Linked DNA regions of Zea mays: regions 1 and 2 are each linked to region 3. Evidence: chromatin contacts called from public Hi-C data. All regions are on one chromosome and are shown on one strand. The core of a region is the stretch at or near the end of the contact, and the rest is flanking DNA. Distances in the headings are between cores, read along the strand shown.

Region 1 (2,700 bases), core at 172-2,671, 180 kb before region 3:
ACCAGGATAGTAATAAAAACTATAAATGTACACATTTCTTAATTTTTCTTGTCTATTTGCATCTGAAATAGGGGCCTAAGTTAATATTCAGTACTGATGTTGCACTGTTTTCTTTTTAAAACCCTAAAAAATAGAATACTAGACCTTTATCACATGATCAAAACTTTATTCTGAGAAAATTGAATAAAACAAAATTACTAGAGATGTAATACTCGCCCTACACAGGTTTGCATACAATAAATCATTACGCACCAGCATCATCCAAGGCAAAGCTTGTAGTACACCAGAGCACAAGACTGATGATGAACATAGCTTGAGCTCCTGTATCCATTCTGCATGTAACACATATGAATTATAAGGAACAATTCAGTCCATTCCATAAACAATGTCACTATCAATTATTTGCTAACTAGTAACTAAACTAGCAGATAATGCAAAAGTTAAATGGTAGACATAAAAAAGAGGCAGATAATTTCCTTTCAAGCACAAATCTGAGGGCTGGACAATAAACCCGGTGGTTTGTTACAAAAATATGTTCCAGTTGCCCTTGTTTTTCTTTCAAAATCAAAAGTAGCAGAATTTGAATGAAATTCAGTTTTGTCTCAGATCATTAAACTTGGTTTGAAGTTGGCTTCAAACAACAATATAGGAGACTATAATAGAAATGACTATCAATTTCGAAGAGAGGGAAAAAAGTTCAGTTGGCTCTGTTATCCACTCCAACTTGTTTCTTTGTTCTTTCATTATGTGCAAATTTTCAAGTAAACCTAACGACAACTCAAAATAAGTAAAAAAATACATGAACACCAGATATGCATCTAAAAAGATTAACTTTATTTTCTCCATGATTTCTGGCAAAAAAATCAGATTTAGTAGGAGTAATACTACATGTATACTGTGTAATAACACCCTATTCGAATACAAACAGTTATGGGGTGTTTAGTTTCTAGAGACTAATTTTTAGTTCCTCTATTTTATTCTATTTTAGTCTCTAAATTTTAAATGTGGAAACTAAAACTCTATTTTAGGTTACATATTTGGTAATTTAGGAACTAAAATAGAATAAAATAGAGTAACTACAAATTAGTCCCACCCTAAGTTAGGGGAAGAGAAAGGTTAGGCATACTGCTGTGTGCTCGTCGCCGGCGAAGGGCCTGAACAAGACCTGAGCACCTGACGTCGTTACCACTCGCCACGAGAGAAAGAAAGAGAGCGGATGAGGGAGGACTGGAGAACCACGGCAAAAGAGAGAGACTACGCTCGGGCCTCGGGGGACGGGAGAACCACGCGAGACTGCGCTCGGGGGGACGGGAGAACGTTGACCCAACACCCGGCGGAGCCAGCAGCGCCGCAAGGACAGTATGCTGTACAAGGCCGCGAGCGAGGGAATGTATTAGGGTGTTACCATAATTTCTATTTCTATTTCTTTCGATGTGTCGATCCAGGGTCTTACCAACAATTGAAATAATACTGTGTGTCCTGACACGGGATAATGCAAGATTACACAAGTCTTTATTCTGATCAGACAAAAGAAGTCACTACTTTCAGCAGAGTAGGAGTGAGACTTATATTACTTGTAACTAAGTGCTTATTGTAAGGAATACAAGTTCATCTAGAGAGAGAGGGATCCCAATTCACAGGAGTTAATTGAAATAAGTGTCAATATCATAGTGGTGGTAAAAACTGTGAAGTGTCCGCCTTGCCCCCTTGAAGTCGTAGACTGCCCTATTTATAGCCACAAGGAGGGGTATAGGAGTACCGGAGCTGGTCACGAACAATGAGGAGGTTAAGCCGAGTCCCAGTAAACGGTATGGACGGGAGCATGAGTCTTAGGCCTCATTTGGTTTGAGTGACTAAAGATTGGTCCCTCTATTTTAGTCCTATTTAGTTCCTAAATTGCCAAACGATGGGACTAAACTGTTTGTCTCTAGTCCCTTAGGGCTGATTTGGTGATTAGGGATCCCTAGGGGATCCATGGGGGAGGAATCCCCTTGCAATTCAATTTTGAATAGCAAGAGGATTTCTTCCCCTCGGGATCCCCGGTCACCAAATCAACCCTTAAGGGGTGACTAAAAGGAAATAAACCATATAAATTCCAATTTTTGCCCCTCCTTTATTTCAGTTGCGATAATGGCGGAAGAATGCTAAGGGGTATTTTAGTCCTCTTTTGCTCCATTTAATGCATTTTGAATAATTTGTCCCTAGACCCAAACATGGTAGGGACTAAACTTTAGTTAGTCCCTAGACTAAAGGAACCAAACGGGCCCTTATACTTGTTGTTGACTTATGCCCGCCCGATTTCTGCTGAGAGCCGAGGCCAAGGCCGATGGCTCGATCACGTACCCAAGCCCCCTTCGAACCCCTGAGGGGGCGTCCCCTTCCTGCTACCTGTGGAGGAATGGAAAACGGGGAGAGAGTGTGGCACACCTTTTGATGCGCTTACCCAGGGAGGCGAAGCGGCGCCCGTTACCTTGCGTCATCCGGACAGGACATGCAACCCGTAGGTGGGAATTAATGTGATGAGACGTGATGACCCACAGGTCGTCCGTTGCGGCGCGTCAAATTCGAAGATACAAAGCCCACTCCCGGTTTTGACTTGGGGAGGCTCAGCCCAACCCTCGGTGACCGAGATGGGATCCTCCCGTTTCTTACCTCACCTTTGCCTTCCTTAGCCACAGAAAGAAAAAAAACGCATGTGCG
Region 2 (2,700 bases), core at 78-2,577, 240 kb after region 3:
CTAAATGCCTAAGACCAACTCCAGCAGACTCCCTCTCCGTATCCGTATTTAGCACGGCCAACAGTTTCTCTCTCCTCTCCGTATCCGTCCCCGTTTCCAGCAGACTCCGTATTTGCACTCCGCATACAGTCTATGACAGCTGGGGCCCGCGAGCAGGAGGTGGCGCATGCAGTCTTCTGCGGAGAGGAGAGAGAAACCGTGGAAAAGGGGAGTGCAGGTACACGGCGTCTGTTTTGCGGAGACGGATGCGGAGGCTGCTGGAGAGCGAAATAGTGACTCAGAGCGTGTATAATACGGATGTGGAGTGGGATGGGGAGTGTTGCTGGAGTTGGTCTAATGGTCGAAGACAGTAAACCGAGTCCCTCGAGAGACTCGCGCGTAGGGATGGCAGCGGGTCGGGTTGTGTTCGGGTATGATAATACCCGACCCGATATCATACCCGGTCCTTATACAAATATCCATATCCACCAAGTCAATCGGGTAAAAAAATGGACCCGTACCCGTATCCACCGGGTATCCGTCGGGTATCGGGTATACGGTGGATATGCTACTATAAAATATAAATCTACATGTAAATTGATGAGCAACACAATTTATGACAGATGGGAGTTAATGAACACCATCACAACATGTGAAATTGATAAGCAACATCACCAATTTACAAATCATAGTACAGTTCATGACTAGTACACGTCCAGTTCACATACCATAGTACAGTTCACAAATCATAGTACACATTCAAGTTCATGACTAGTACACGTCCAGTTCACATACCATAGTACAGTTCACAAATCATAGTACACATTCAGTTCACAAATCATAGTACATGTCCAGTTCACAAATCATAGTTCACACAACACAAATATAAGAAACACCACAATGACAGGAAGTCCATGATGTTCATGTAGTAGCAGGCAGGCAGCAACTTCGTAGTAGCAACCAACAAGTTCATGGATCAATGGTTTCAGATTGCATGCCATCCTAACAAACTGACAGATCATATAGTTATTCAAATAGAAATTTAGTAAAATATAGAATGGCGAGATGGGAGGCCGGGAACTTAGGGACTTAGGGTTAGCCGGTTCACTGCCTTGAGCTTTTTTTCTTTGCTTCATGGGCCAAAAACACAACATGTAAAATTGTGAATTAATATTTCGGGTATCCAGTGGATATCCATGGGTAAAATATACTATCCGTACCCTATCCGACGTATTTCGGGTACCCGACCCGATAGGATCCACGGGTGAGTTTTTCAACCCGTATCCATGTCCACCGGGTACAAAAACCCGTGGGCCCCGCTCGATAGAGCGCGTGTGCGCAGTACAGTGACCTCCTAATTCCTATTCCTTCCACCCTGCTCTCCTCGTCCACTGTCTCCTCTGCTCGCCCACCAAAGCAAGATTCACTCGCCCGGCCGGCCGCCATGGCCAGATCAGCGCCGGGGCTGCCGCCGCAGCACTATGCCGCCGCGGGCGCCGGCCGCCGCTCCTCCTCCTCACCCGCGGCGTCTTGCATCTTGGCGGTCCTCTTCCTCCTCCTAGCCGCCTGCGTCGCGGCGGTGCTGCTGTTCGTGTTCTTCCGCCCGCGCGCGCCGGCCATCGCCGTGACGGCCGTGCAGCTCCCCGCTTTCGCCGTGGCCAACGGCACCGTCGCCTTCACCTTCCAGCAGCTGGCTTCCGTGCGCAACCCCAACCGGTCCCCGCTCACGCACTACGACAGCTCCCTCCACGTCGCCTACGCCGGCGGCGAGGTCGGCTCCATGTACATCCCGGCAGGCCAGATCGACGGCGGCCGCACGCAGTACATGGCCACCAGCTTCACCGTCCCCGCCTTCGCCGTCTCGGCCACGGGCGCCGCCGCGCAGCCGACCACCATCTCCGTCCCGGCGTCCGGCCCGTCCCCGCACGTCACTGCGGCTCTAGTGCAGCCGCCGGTGATGGAGGTGGACTCGCTGCTGCGGGTCAAGGGCAAGGTCACCGTTCTCAAGGTGTTAACCCACCACGTCGAGGCGGCCAAGGTGTGCCGCATTGGCGTCTCGCCGGCCGACGGCCGCGTGCTCGGCTTCCGATGCTGACCGTCGGCCGAGCTCACTAATGCTGGCCCTGGCCTCCACCACCCAGCCAAGATCTGACAATCTCATCGCTCTGTCAGCCTGGTCGGTAGGCCCTGCTCTCCACATCAAATTAAAACTCTTGATGAATTCGGTTCAGGCTTCAGTTCAGTCATCCGTTAAATTGTAAGATAAGGCTGTTCTATTTGTAAATTAGATTAGTCTCTACGGTTCTCAAGATTTGTTGTACTTCTTTATGCTTGTCTGATTTACTAGATTTTGCGGCTGGCGTGTTCTTGTTGTAGATTATCACTGGTATAGATTTCATAGTCAGAGTCCGGACCAAACAAAGGTTTGGTTCTTGAGATGGTGGTTCTTGTTCCAATTTCAATATTGATTGCTTATGTCAACCAAACATAGTGGAAAATGCACTGCATTCCGTTTTCATGTCTTTTGCAAGTGGAAAATGCTCTTGCATTGCACTCCAGAATGTATGTTGACATGCTATTCCAAGATAGAGATGAGACTGTTCTTGCAAACTTCAAGTTGAGATGCTCTCTTTGTGGGTGATTCGGCCCAGCATATTCTGAGCTCAAATTGCTATTGTACTAGGCATCATAATTGAGCTCAAGTAACAGCCTCGCCATCAA
Region 3 (2,700 bases), core at 126-2,625:
ATATTGAAAGATCGAGGATTAGGGTTTCCAAACAGAGAAGTTAGGAGGTAATGGAGGGCAGGAGGGGTAGCTAGAAGGTAGTAGAAGGCAAGAACAGAGAGGAGAACACAGGCACACAACAATGGAAGCTGATACCCAGAGCAGATCTAAAACCTAGAAGTGGAGCAAGCGAGTAGCAATGGAGACCAGACTTGAAACCAGAGCACCAGATTCTTGACTAGGGGGCAACAACCAATGGGGCGGACGAGAGGAGCTCGAACCTGGACGCCGAGCACCGATCGGAGCCGGAGACGACGACGCGAGCGAGTGCGTCTGCGCGAGGCGATGAGGGAGGCAAATGGGGAACATACGAGATTAGGGTTTCTTGAACGAGCGAGAGTATGCTTGTGTGGATTGTGGATGGGGAGTGGGAGCGGGCCGGTGCTGGTGTGTGTATACATGTGTGGTGCCCGTGCGCGCGGCTGTGCACTCTAGCCGGGCTGGTGTCGGCCCGTGCACGTTAGCCGGACCGGACCATGCACGTTAGCCGGACCGCACCGTGCTTACACCATGGGCCACATATGCGTCCCAAGCAAGGTGGTGTGTGTATACATGTGTGGTGCCCGTGCGCGCGGTTGTGCACTCTAGCCGGGCTGGTGTCGGCCCGTGCACGTTAGCCGGACCAGACCGTGCTTACACCATGGGCCACATATGCACAGCCCAAGCAAGGTGGTGTGTGTATACATGTGTGGTGCCCGTGCGCGCGGCTGTGCACTCTAGCCGGGCTGGTGTCGGGCCGTGCACGTTAGCCGGACCGGACCGTGCTTACACCACGGGCCACATATGCAGCCCAAGCATGGCCCGCGCATCGTGCCAGCCTGGTCCGGGCACACCGTCTACTAGGCCGTGACGGGTTTCGAGCGGGTCGGGTCGCAGCCGCCCGACGGGCCAGCCCATATGCATTGGGTATATAAACACTTTCAACACGCAAATTGCATACATGATACTATAGTTTTCTTGATAATAATACTTTATGGCTAGGTCTAAATTAAACTGCATGGATGGTAATGAACTCTAAATTTTAAACCATAAAATGTTAGGATCAGATTAGAATTGAGCTTTATTTCTATTCAATATTGAGATAAAATTAATTAAAGGATCAAACAAATTATAAAGAGATAATGCACCTATTTTCCAACCCAAACAGTTACAGGACAATGAAAACACTGAGGGACACGGAAGGCCAAAAACAAATGAAACAAGTGAGACGGGAAAATTCATGCCAAGCCGCAGAAAACAAATACCGTGCCAGAGCGTAACGAGCCAACGAGAGGTGGACGTAATGGTTGGCTCCCCGGATCCGCAGGAGAGGCTCACACAGGGGAGTGAGTGGTGATGCGCACACCGGGCGCCCCTTCCGCGTCCGCCCGGCCGGCCCGCTCTCTATCTCCACCACCGGGATCAAACCCCATGCACCATCCGTAGTTTTATTGAGCATAATCATACAAATCGCAGTGCGACGACGCGGCCGGCCGCTCCCAAACTTTGAGTAGTGCCGCTCTCCGTCGTCCTCTTCGATCTCCATCATCGCGCCACGTACGTACGGTGGTCACATCCCTGTCGACCGCGCGCGTTGGGAGCGCATCCGGCCGTGTGCATTAGCCGCCCATGGACGACACGGAGAGAGAAAAGGAGAAGGAGAAGGAGAAGCACGACTGCGGGACGGACGTCGAGGACGAAGAAGAGGACGAGGAAGGCAACAAGCGCGTCGTCGTGCTTGGCCCCCAGGTCCCCCTCAAGGAACAGCTCGAGCTCGACAAGGTACGTATATGTCTTCGTCAATGCCTGAACAATTCAATGGCGCGCGCTGCTTTCATTTCATCATGTAGGATCGGTCGGATCTTGACATCTTCGTCTCATCCGTTTCTGAACAACTGAAAACCCCCCACTCTGATCCGCGTAGGACGATGAGAGCCTGAGGAGGTGGAAGGAGCAGCTCCTTGGGCAGGTCGACACCGAGCAGCTAGGAGGTGAGATTCTAACTAACTAACTAACCTCCCTCTCATATTATCACCCTGTACTCGATCTCATGTCCATACGGATCGAGCCATGCATGGTGCGTTCCTGAACAGAAAAAGGCTCAAAACCTGCGGGGACGATATATTTTTACAGGCGGATTCGGTTATCCACCGACTGTGTTATTTCTAGTGGCGGTTCCTTAAGAAAACCGCCACTAGAAATCGTATTTCTACTGGCGGTTCCTTAAGAAAACCGCCAGTAGAAATCCATGATTTGTAATGGCGGGTGGGGTGGGCTGTGAGGCCCCCCTAATAAAAATAAATTTTTTAACTATTTTTAAAATATGTTTTATGTTTCCTGGAAACGATTTGCACTGGCGGTTTTATTACGTCGACCGCCAGTGAAAATCGATTTTCACTGGCGGTTTTATTACGCCGACCGCCAGTGAAAATCGATTTTCACTGGCGGTCCTCAGTTACCCGCCTGTAAAAATGATGATTTCTACTGGCCCCTAGCACTGGCGGTTACGAAAAACGCCACTATAAATAGATTTACAACCGCCACTATAGAACTTCTCTGTACTAGTGAATGGACATTATTCTTGGGTGCTGCAGAAACTGCGGAGCCAGAGGTCACGGTGCTGGACCTGACGATCCTGTCGCCGGGCAGACCGGACCTGGTCCTTCCCATCCCGTTCCAGGC

The links. A called contact is a pair of places that touch in the nucleus more often than the background predicts.
Region 1: a Hi-C map of root tip shows a contact between it and region 3, with 6 times the contacts expected there. The contact joins the promoter of LOC100283638 here to the promoter of LOC100191557 in region 3. A contact is called at or near these places in 6 of 25 Hi-C or Micro-C datasets (ear, leaf, root tip and 2 more).
Region 2: a Hi-C map of ear shows a contact between it and region 3, with 2.7 times the contacts expected there. The contact joins the promoter of LOC103635707 here to the promoter of LOC100191557 in region 3. A contact is called at or near these places in 2 of 25 Hi-C or Micro-C datasets (ear and leaf).

Annotation. Positions count from the first base shown.
Region 1 is chr8:112,485,548-112,488,247 of Zm-B73-REFERENCE-NAM-5.0, forward strand. LOC100283638 (saposin-like type B, region 1 family protein) reads right to left here and starts at 1,422. Exons shown (of 6, transcript NM_001156539.2): 1 at 1,127-1,422; 2 at 253-332. The coding sequence starts at 331.
Region 2 is chr8:112,908,807-112,911,506 of Zm-B73-REFERENCE-NAM-5.0, forward strand. LOC103635707 (Glycine-rich protein family) reads left to right here and starts at 1,328. Exons shown (of 1, transcript XM_008658093.4): 1 at 1,328-2,517. The coding sequence starts at 1,424. The coding sequence ends at 2,074.
Region 3 is chr8:112,663,832-112,666,531 of Zm-B73-REFERENCE-NAM-5.0, forward strand. It overlaps LOC100191557, which reads left to right and starts at 1,376. Exons shown (of 5, transcript NM_001136987.1): 1 at 1,376-1,800; 2 at 1,943-2,009; 3 at 2,613-2,700. The coding sequence starts at 1,648.